2 separate regions of the Muntiacus reevesi genome follow, and region 2 is linked to region 1. Evidence: chromatin contacts called from public Hi-C data. All regions are on one chromosome and are shown on one strand. The core of a region is the stretch at or near the end of the contact, and the rest is flanking DNA. Distances in the headings are between cores, read along the strand shown.

Region 1 (5,486 bases), core at 1,236-3,735:
TCACCGGGAAAATTCACTCACTGCCATAGAAGATTATAGCCTTTGAATCCAGTCAGTCTTTTAAGTTGTCTAACCTTCCAATGCTAATGTTCCTTCCTAAGTTTTACCTGCATGAAAATTCTGTACCATACAAGAAAACTCCATCCTATGACTCTGCTCTCTCTCAAGCTATGAGCCTATTACTTCTCCTCTATCCCCAAGTTTTTTAAAACAAGAATCAACTCTGCCTCCATTCCATCTCCCACATCTCCCTAAACTGTAATTAGCTTCTGTTCAAGTTACTAAGGAGTCCCAAGTTGCCCAAAAAGTGAGTAGCCCTTTCTCAGTTCTGAGCCTCAACTGCTCTACAATTGCTTCTGTGGAAGAGGGCACACTAACCTGTATGCTCTTTCACCTCTAATGAATACATTTATGAAAAGCACTTGAAATCAGGCCTAGCTCACAGTAAGCAGCATGTAACCGTTAGCTGGTATGTTATCACTCATTTCTCCTCTTACCCTTGAGAGAGCGATTACTATCCAAGATTCCATCCTCAGAGGTTTCCTTTTCTTCGCCTCCCACTTTCTCCCTGGGTCTTATCATCTACCCACAAGGTTTTGATTAGCTTACCTGTAGGAGTATTATAAATCTCTCATAAATACAAACCTCTCTCCTAAATCCCAGGTCAACACTTGACATACCCAGTGTTAATTGTCTTTTTCAGATGTTCTTTAAATGTTTATGAATAGCACCACGATCGAGTCCCATCATTTTTCACTCCCCTCTCTTCCTCACCACCAGCACCACCACCAGCACCACGATAAGCAATCAATTTTCAAACTGTCAACTCTACATTCTCTATGTCTTTTCTTCCCATTTTCTAGTTCAGATCTTCTGTATCCCTCATCTACCCTAGCCCTCCAAGCTGGTTTCACAACTTCCAAGACCCCACCCCACACTGTTGTCAGATAAACCTTTCTTTAAAAAAATCATAGCTCTGACTGAGTTACCTAACAGGTCAAAACCTTTTAACGCATCTGCTCTACTTTCCTTAAAAAGCAACACTTCTCAGCTGGGCATTCAAGAGCCCCCACAGACCAGACAGCAACAACCCTCTCTCTTCACCTTCTCACGTTATTCACAGTATCCACAACCTGGCAAAGCAGGAAAGTATCTTTAGGATTCATTTCGCTAACACCTTAGCGCAAACATATTCCTAAGAAGCATTCCTCCCAATATTTTCAACATTTTGCCAGTCTTAGATATCCACTCAAAACTGCAAATCCTCCACAGGTTTTGTTTTTCTTTCTGGATTACCTTTCTTGCTCTGCCCCAAAGAGATTCACTCCCTCTTTTAGATGTTCTTAGCCCTTTGCTGTTATTGTTTAGTGACCAGTCGTGTCTGACTCTTTCGTAATCCCATGGATTGGCATTTCCCAGGCAAGAATACTGAAGTGAGTTGCCATTTCCTTCTCCAGGGGATCTCCCCTACCCAGGGATCGAACCTGAGTTTTCTGCATTGCAGGCGGATTCTCTCTCTACCGCTCAGCCACCAGGGAAGCCCTTAAAAGCAAAAACCACTCCTTAAAAAGCCTTATAGTCCTTAGGAGCGTCAGCATACCTTCTGAATTTAATTTTTTTAAAAACAGAAACAAACATATTAAGTCACTTAGAAGTTCTTGAAAACCTGACATCCTTAGGCTATGATGCTAAACGTTACCTGATGAAAACCCAGAAAGACATACAGTTTATAAAGAGATTGGGTAAAGGGTGGGGAAGAAATGAATCAGAGTGTGTGACAAGAGAAAACGGCCTTCCAGCTCACTGTTCAGTGTTTGACACAGCGTCCCTGTTAAGTAACATAAAGTCAAGGTAACTGGATTCCAGCGCCAACTGTCCCATTTACTTGCTTAGTGCCTTCAGGTCAGCAGCCTCTGAGTTTTTCATTTACTCAATGAGGCACTACTACTACAAAACACACAAGTTCCCCTCCTTAGGCACCCATGTTTCACCAAACCCTGACAAGTGCTCAGAGCCTCACCTCACTTCCTAGGTTCCCGCCCCAGCGTAACTCTGGTCCTGCTCTGGGCTCCTGCAGCACCTGGGATCCCTGTATTCGAAAGTAACTCGCAAACTACCTGTCCCTGTCGTTCCACAACTGAACTGCAAAGCACGCCCGAAGAGAGCGACAAATTCCGCTCTGGCAGAAGCCCGGCTTCCCGCCCCAGTCGCCGCTCCAGACCGAGGCGCCCACAGATCCGTCTAGAGCCGGGTCCCTGAGGCTGCAGGCGCGTCCCCTCCGCCTGGGCCCCTCCTTTCCAAGACTGAAGCTTCCCCCGGACGCAGCCACAGCCCTCCTCACCCAGCAACTCGAGGTTCATGCCTGAGGACTCCGGCCGCCCGGCCTCGGCTCAGCGACGACACCCGCGCCCGCGCCCGCCCGCGAAGCCCGCGTCCGAGTGGGGGGCGCCGCAGAGCGCCGGCGCAGGCCCCGGAGACTCCCTGCCTCAGAGGACCCCACGGCTTCCGCCGCCTGCCCTCGCTTCCGCCTTCGTTTCCGGCGGGCTGTCCACAAATATGCCTAACCAAAAAGAAGACGGACCACCCTCGGAACCACTTGACTGTGGTATTTTTTTAAGGAACGAAAATGCTGTCGTCACTCGGTTTTTCCCACGTGCCAGAGTTTGGGGCTGTCCCCGCGAGGCGCGAGGTAAATGAGTTAGATGGTTCAGGCACAGACTTAGACGACTCACCCACCCTTGCTGTGTGCTCCGCCCGCCGCCCCGGCGGGGTGCCTCGGCCGCGACTGAAAGGTTCCGGCTGGGTGCCGCTGAAGTAAAGGGGCCCGCGGGACTGGTCGGTTCCAAAGCTTGCGGTGGGTCTCACGGCGATCAGGGCGGTACTTAGCCCGTGCGCACGCTGCTTGTCGGGTACCTGTCTTAGTCCGGGAAAGTTATTTCACGTTTGTAAAGGTATGTGTCGATCCCACGGAAACGTCCAGTGGCGTTTATCCAAGGATCTACCCTATACCCAGCGTTCGCCAGGACGCCGAAAGTAAATGGGAATGAGAGGTGACTGCGTTCCCTGGAGCTCAACCAGGCGGGGCTGTGATGAGATGCCCGAAGCAACGACAGAACGGTTGATGTAATTAGCGAATGGGCAAATTCTATATAAACGAGCTTTGACTATGGGTGCTGTGGGCAATCATTAAAAAAAAAAAGCAAAGATGGGCATAAGTGGCTGCAAGGAAAAAAAAAAAGGACTGAAGCTAGATCCTCTTATCTAAATTTAAAACGAGTCATCCCAGCTTCACTCTTAGTACTAACTTACCCTTTGGGCAGTATTTTGTCCTCTGTGCCTCAGTCTTGTTATATGTAAAATGGGGGTGGTGCTTACAGGGTTATTGTGAAGATTAAGTGAGTTAACACATATAAAATACTTAGAACAGCAAATGCCTACTAAATGTTAACTATTACTACTTTCCCCTAAATTATTTCACTTCCTTGAGACTGTTAAGGTAACAGGTGGCTCCATTTCACCAAGTGCAGTAATTGAGGCCCAGAGAAACTAGGCATGTTAAAGAAAAAACCATGGGCCCAAAACGGCATCACTTGTACTAAAGCCGCAGATAACTGAATCTAGATCTAATACCTGACCTAAGTGCTCTCTCAGCCTTCCCCAGAAACGTAGTCTTTATCGGCTCATCTGAAGTTTTCTGGTCCACACCAACCAGGTAATTCTCTCCTGGGCCCTCTCCACTCCAGCCTCCACCCCAAACTCCCCATGAAGGAGCAATCTGCATGATAAAACCCCTGCCATTTCCTTCCTCCCTGAAAGAAGGTTTCTTGGCCTAAAAATTATCCTTTCTTTTCTTCTGCTAATAGCTCCCTTTCCCCACCCTTCTTCCTATAAGAAGCTTCTGAAATGGCAATCTACTCCAGTACTCTTGTCTGGAAAATCCCATGGGTGGAGGAGCCTGATGGGCTACAGTCCATGGGGTTGCAAAGAGTAGGACACAACTGAGCAACTTCACTTTCTTTGTTTTGTACATTCTCCCGGAGTGCCCTTCTGTTTACTAGATGGCATGTTACCCATCTAGTTTAATAATGCCAGTTAGATCTTCAAATTTAGTGGGTTGGATTTTGGTTTTTAACAGGCAAATTGCATTCCTTCACATATCCAAAGCATTGCCAAAATGTCATCTAAAATAAAATATTTTACTATTAACAATGATTGTAGGAGTATTTCCTCACACCCTTGTAATCATTCATTATTAATCTGTCCTCTGAAACTCTGTCAGTTGGGGATAGGTGAAAAAATGTCATGGTTACATTTATTTCTTAATGAGGATGGTCATCAGTTTTTCACATGTACAAATGTGTGTTTTCCTCTTCTGTGAGGTGATCTGTGCATATCCTTCACCTATTTTTTGGATGGAGTATTCATCTTGTAGGATTTTTAGGCAAGGAATAATCTGATCAGATTGATGTTTAAGAAAGAAAATAAGGACAGTGTGGAGTAGGGATTGATTAGAGGGGTGGAGAGTAGTCAGGAGATTACTGTAATAATTTTGTAGAAATGAGGAAGACTTACTTAACTCAGAGTCACAGTGGAGGAAAGAGAAGGCAATGCGTTCAGGAGAGAGGTACCAGACAGAACTGACCAAAGGGGGAGGACATGCTGCACATGGAGAGTAACAGGAGGTCAGTAGGTTGGTGTTGCTGTAGGAGGTAGATGGGCTCCAGGTTAGGCATGTACAGCTGGCCTCCTGTTTACATTTCATGGGGCATGAAGAAGTGGGCTCCAGGCTGGGTACTTAAAACTGTTAGCATTTCTTGAGCTGAGAGATAGGTGGGCTCCAGCTAAGGCAGCCTTCTGTTTGCCCTCCGAAATGGAAGTGACAACAGAAACAGGGTAAAGAGCCAGTGTTGGTCTCTTACAAATACCTTAAGGTAACAGTCATGACAAGGACCCAGAGGGGTGAAACCCTGTTAAGAGTAAAGAATTAAGGGATCTCCGCTTCCCCCCTCCTTTTGGACAAGGGAGACACTATACTTTTGCAGAAAGGCTCCTTGTGGATCAAAAGTCAAGAGATACTGCCAGGCCATAATGAACCTTGCTCCTCTCAAAAGCCTGCACTTCGAGATCCATGTTGGCTGAGGGGTGCGTGTGTACCCAGGGGAGGGTCCCAGGTAGGTCAGGTGTGGGAAGAGAAAGCAGATGATTGCCCAGAAGGAAGACAAAGGCCCAGCTGAACTGCCTCTTTGCCGTGCCCCTCCTCACTAGGGGAGACGCCCAAACCCTTTCTCTCTGGGGGTGCGTCTCTGCCTTGCTTCTGTCTTAACTGTTGTGGGATGGGCTTGGGTTGGAAAAGAGCTTCCAGACATGAGACAGAATGAGAGGGAAATAAAGTTTACTAGAGTGGGAGACGGTTAGTTAAAGGGAGAACCGACGTTGGTCCACTTTTGTAGCCAGGGTCCAGGGAGCGGGATAGGGGCCTTGCAGGT
Region 2 (5,486 bases), core at 1,381-3,880, 470 kb after region 1:
TGGAAAAATTCCCCAAACCAAATCCTAGAGTTTTATGCCTATCTTGCAGATAATGCTTGTTTATAATGCAGGTTTATAATGGCTAAGCAATACATACAAAACAACAGAAATAACCATGAATTTATTTCCACAACAAGCACACAAGAGTCATCCTGAGCAAATAGGAAGTGTTCCCAAGGTGGTGTGGGTTTAATTTCTACCTCTCCCTCAGTTATTAGGGGAGAGTATGGACTGAACTTTGAGTAAGTTCTGGGAGTTGGTGATGGACAGGGAAGCCTGGCGTTCTGCAGTCCATGGGGTTGCAAAGAGTCAGACACAACTGAGCGACTGAACTGAACTGAACTGTGGACTGAGCCAAATCCTGCTGGAGCTGTTGGATACTGGACGGCAGAACCTAACTGTGTGGAAAACGCTGAAGCTTCTGTAGTACTTTACAGTGTGTCTAGGATAGAGAATTATTGTGAAAGAAAATGGGCACTTGTGGTTTTGGACTGAAGTACTGGAAAATTTTTTTTTTCTATTGGGAAAAACTAACAAAGATGTAAAATGGACATCTTCAGCAGGTACTTTAAAGGAATATTTTACTCACTCAACTTTGATATGTTTATTCTTTGATTGAAAAGGTGGTGAACCACAGAACACATAAGTTGAACCTCTTCATTTGAGTTCCTATAAGTGTGCCATTGATATGAAATTCAACGATTTCTTCAGCCGTAAAAGAGAATTAAAGCAAAAAAAGGTCAGAAGTTATTTAAAATTACAAAGGTGAAATAAAGAGACAAAAATATTTAATACTTTTATTCTTATTCTTATCAAAAGAAACCCAAATCCTTTTTCTTGAAAACCTTTTCATGAAAACCTCAATGTTTCCACAACTAGTTTTTCCCCAAAATTTCAGTTTTAAAGAGTTTTTTAGAAGTAGTATAATGAGGGAGAGACATACTTAACATTCCAAATGAAGGAATCTGATTTTTGAGGGGTTAAATATGGAAAACATAATTGATTCTAACACTTAAAATGGAGAAGGAAATGGCAACCCACTCCAGTGTTCTTGCTTGGAGAATTCCATGGGCAGAGGAGCTTGGTGGGCCACAGTCCATGGGGTCGCAAAAGTCTGACAGGACTGAGCGACTAACACTAACTAACTCGCACTTAAAAGACAGTAGATTAATCCCTGTGCGAAAAGGAAAGAAGGAGCATATTGGAAGTAACTCATTAGAGAAAGGAAGTCTCTACTAAATGGAACCTTTCCCACCCTAAACATGTTTATCATACACACAGCCCAGTTGCTGTGGTGACCCATGGCCCAACTATTTTTCAGAAACAGTAGTTAAGACCCAAAAAATAAATGTCTCCAAATTCAGAGTGCTGCTTAAGTAAAACAGATACAAATTATAAAATGTATTAAGGCGAATTTTGAGTTAAAAATCTTTATAGCTGTCAAAAAGTAACCTGCTGTATCTAACTATACAGTATTGTATACAACAGAATACTGTAAGTGTACTATTACAATAAAACTTTAAAACAACATTTCCCTAAATGGATTGCACTTAGGCAGTTTTAACGTTTAAATAAAATCAAAGAGAGGAGAGTTACTGAGGGGGAAATTGAATCACAATACATTTTAAAGAAAATATCACAGTCTTTGTTTTTTTTCACTGACAGTCTTAAATACTGAAGCACCAAGTTTTCCACGCAGTGGGACGGTGAGTGGAAGATGGCAAAAGGAGAGGAAGAAGGATCTTATTCACCAACCAGAGATGGGTGAACCGTTCCGATGAGGGATTAAACTCCGAAGTCTTCTTTAAATGCCCTAAACTTTAAATAGCAATAGCCTGGGGCGGGGGTGGGGAGCCAACTGTGTATCCCTTGACTACCTCGGTCAACAAGGTCCCTTATTGCCTGCCCAGGTCAGTTAACATTCAGCCCCCGAAAGATGTTTCCAACTGGTCTTCTCAGGAAAGAAGCCTCACGGCAGCTGTGTACTAACCGGAAAGTAACGAGGGGAGAGGGTTGGCTGGAGAGAAGTAGAAAAAGAACTGAAAGTCGACGCCGGATGGGTTTTGAGCGTGGGGACAGGAAGAAACGCGGAAGACCGCGTGCCCCGGGGGAGATCAAAGTCCGGGCCCGGGTGAGCACCGACTCGCTGCGCTTTCACTTTCCAACTTCCTGTCACCACAGAAAGCCAGAGACGCTCCCCTCGGGCCCTCCCCTCCGCCACCCCGGCGAAAAAAGAAAAGAATAAAAAAACACCGCCACCCTTGGTCCCAGGGGCCTCGCGGGACCAAATAAGGGGCGAAGGGAGAGAGACGGGTATGTCCCGCGCCCACCGGCCCGCTTGCGGGCCGGGCTGACTGAGCCGGCAGACCGGGCCGGGCCCCCCGGGAGCGCGCCACGGCCCCGCGCCCGCTTCCTGAGGTGCAGCCAGCCCCCCGCCCCGGCGCCCCACCGGCGGGGGCGGCGGCCGCGGGACCCGGACGCGGACGCTCACCGAGGCCGCGCGCGGGGCTCCCTCCGGGTCTCCGCCTCCAACAAGACGCTCCTCTCCTCACGCTGGGAACTCGAGGACGGCGCGGCAGCCGCTGCGACCCTCGCGGCGGAGCCGGAGAAGGCGCCAGCGGCCGAGCCGAGCCCGCCGGGTGCCCGCAGCCGCCCGCATCTCCCGCCGCCGCCGCCGCCGCGGCTCGTCGCGCCCCGCCCTCCCCGCCCCCGCACGCGGCGGCGGCGCGGGTCGTCAGGGCCGCTACCCGCCGGGCGCGCGCGCTCTGGGCGTTCCTCGCCGCGGCTGAGCTTGCCAGTCGCTCCGCGGCCGCCGCCTCTCTCGAGCCCCCTGGGCTGCGTCGGGGCCCCTCCCGGACTCCGCAGCCGCCGCAGCCGCCGCGCGTCACTTCCGGGGGCGGGAAGGGCCGGGCTGACCGCTGAGGGGCGCTGCGACGGCCGCAGCCGACTGCGTCCGTGGGGTGCCGGGTCAAGAGTGCGGGCGTGAGGGAAGCCGCCCCCTGGGCTTCCCCGCGTTGCTTTCTCCGCCGGACCGCTAGCGGTTTCTGCTCCGTGAGGCGCGCGGTCCGAGCCCGCACGTCAGAGCTGTCGCTTGGGTCAGGACTTCGGAGGGCCTCGGTGTCTGCCCCGCCCGAGGGAAGGGGTGGCGCTCACCGAGTGGCTTCCAGGTGGCCGCGTGTGTCGTCGCGAATCTTGAGTGTGAGAGCTTTCTCCCTCCAGGCCGCCCGTCCTGCCTTCTTGGAAGGGTGGACAGAGAGGTCGGAACCGCCACAGCTGTCCCGTGGAAATGCCAGGCCCTAGGGCGCTGTGAACAGCTGATACACGTTCAGTCAGCCTTGTGGCTCTCTAGCCCCAGGGCTGACAAAGGGAAACCCTGGTCAAGTGGGGAAAGCTCCTTCTGGAGTTGGAGTCAGAGATTTGGAATCCAGCCGTGGCTCTGCCTCTCACGAGCTCGCCAGTCTTCAAGCACTTTCTTTACCTCCCCAAACAATTTCATCGTATGTAAAATGGAAACGAACCCAAGTATAATCACCTTGCGGAGTGTCTAGCCCATAGGTGCTCATTAAATACAATTCTTAAGGAACTACTTGAACAGTATAGAGGCAGAAGGTATATAGAGACTGCTGAACAAAATCTCCAAGAAATATACTGTGTATCCCACTTAACAGGAAACCAACAACAGTCCAGTGTCCAATTTCTAGCTTTGAGTCTCTTCACCTCTCTGAACTTCAGTCCCCTTGTATAAAATGAAGATCATGTGCAGCACTGCTGAGAAGATAAAATGTGAATAAATGATGATGCCATTTTTTAAAAATGCATTTATTGGGCTGTGCCAGGTCTTAGCACACAGAATCTTTAGTTGCAGCCTGTGGGATCTAGTTCCCTGACCAGGATGCATCCTGGCCCCCTGCATTGGGAGTACAGAGTTTCAGCCCGTGGACCACCATGAAAGTCCTGATGTCATTATTTTTGCATCCTTATCTCCACAGTTGATTTCTCTGTGGCGGCACAGAGAAGCTTGCAGGATCTTAACTCCACAACCAAGGATTGAACACTGGCCACGGCAGTGAAAGCAGGAGTCCTAACCACAGGACTGCCAGGGAGTTCCTCATGGTAAAATTAATTGAACTCAGTGAAATTTGATCCTTTCAGGGAACTCTAATACTCTGGAATGACCTACATGGGAGAAGATTAAAAAACAGTGGTGAAGTGAAAGTTGCTGAGTCTTGTCTGACTCTTTGTGACCCCATGGACTTACACAGTACATGGAATTCTCCAGACCAAAATACTGGAGTGGGTAACCATTCCCTTCTCCAAGGGATCTTCCCAACCCACAGGATCAAACCAGGGTCTCCTGCATTGTGGGCAGATTCTTTACCAACTGAACTATCAGGGAAACCCTTAAAAAGAGTGGATATGTGTGTAACTGATCTACTTCGCTGTACAGTACAAACTAACAACATTGTATATCAAGTATACTCCAATAAAAATTAATTTTAAAAAGCTATCAGAAAATATGAATAGTTTTATGAAGATAAGTATGGAAACTTAGTTGAAGAAAAAGTTACTAGAAAAATTATAAAATGGATTTAAAAAGAAGGAAGAAAGAAATGTGATCCTACTATCCCTTTGAAGCCTTTTGGAAGAGAATCATCACTTACTTTGATTTCCAACCTCCTCCACCATAATACAGAGTGATTATAATGCACAAAGGTATTCATGGAAAAGCAACATCACCTAAAGATGTTAGGCTTTAAAAAATAATTTTACCACATATTTTCATAAAGAAATGTGTTGTACAGGGCTTCCCTGATAATGCAGTTGGTAAAGAAATGTAGTCTACAAGTGAACCTATCTATGAAACAAACAAAATCAGAGACTTAGAGAATAGAATGGTGGTTGCCAAGGGGTGGGAGGAGGTGGGAGAGGGTTAGGGGTGGGAGTCTGGGACTATGAAAAAGAATGTAAATATATGTGTACTGAGTCACTTTGCTGCACAGCAGTAATTAACACCACACTATAATCCAACTAAACTTCAATAAAAAATTAAAAGAAATATATGTTTTGTGAGACTGAAATACTGCCTACTGTGCTAAGGAGACCACTAAGAAATGTGTTTTAAAAGGAGCATGCAACACCTTAAACACACTAGGGATCCTGGGCCCTACAAGTTTTTTCCTTACAACAACTTCCATTTTAGAAATCAAGAGGGAAAAATAAAAATTATTAAGGAAGACTATTTAAGGTACACCCATTGGAAACATTAGTTTATGGGAAGATTTCATTTTAAAGCCCCATACCAAGAACAGTTAAGGGCTGTAGAAGCTCCTTTACAGACTACCCTGCTGTGCCCAAACTAGCTGTAAACTTCACATTCAGCCTCAGGGTCTTAGTTGTGTCATAACCCTGTAGACTGAGCTGCCAGTATTGTCAATTGCTGTGTATTTTTGGAAAAGAGCCTACTTTGGGAGTTCTTAAATTAGTCA

The links. Hi-C and Micro-C count contacts between places; a contact is called where the count stands out from the background.
Region 2: a Hi-C map of muscle shows a contact between it and region 1, with 6 times the contacts expected there. The contact joins the promoter of ELK4 here to the promoter of RBBP5 in region 1. A contact is called at or near these places in 2 of 3 Hi-C or Micro-C datasets (blood and muscle).

What each region holds. Positions count from the first base shown.
Region 1 is chr5:51,877,553-51,883,038 of mMunRee1.1, forward strand. It overlaps RBBP5 (RB binding protein 5, histone lysine methyltransferase complex subunit), which reads right to left and starts at 2,486. Exons shown (of 14, transcript XM_065938234.1): 1 at 2,342-2,486. The coding sequence starts at 2,360.
Region 2 is chr5:52,347,678-52,353,163 of mMunRee1.1, forward strand. ELK4 (ETS transcription factor ELK4) reads right to left here and starts at 2,631. Exons shown (of 5, transcript XM_065938248.1): 1 at 2,492-2,631.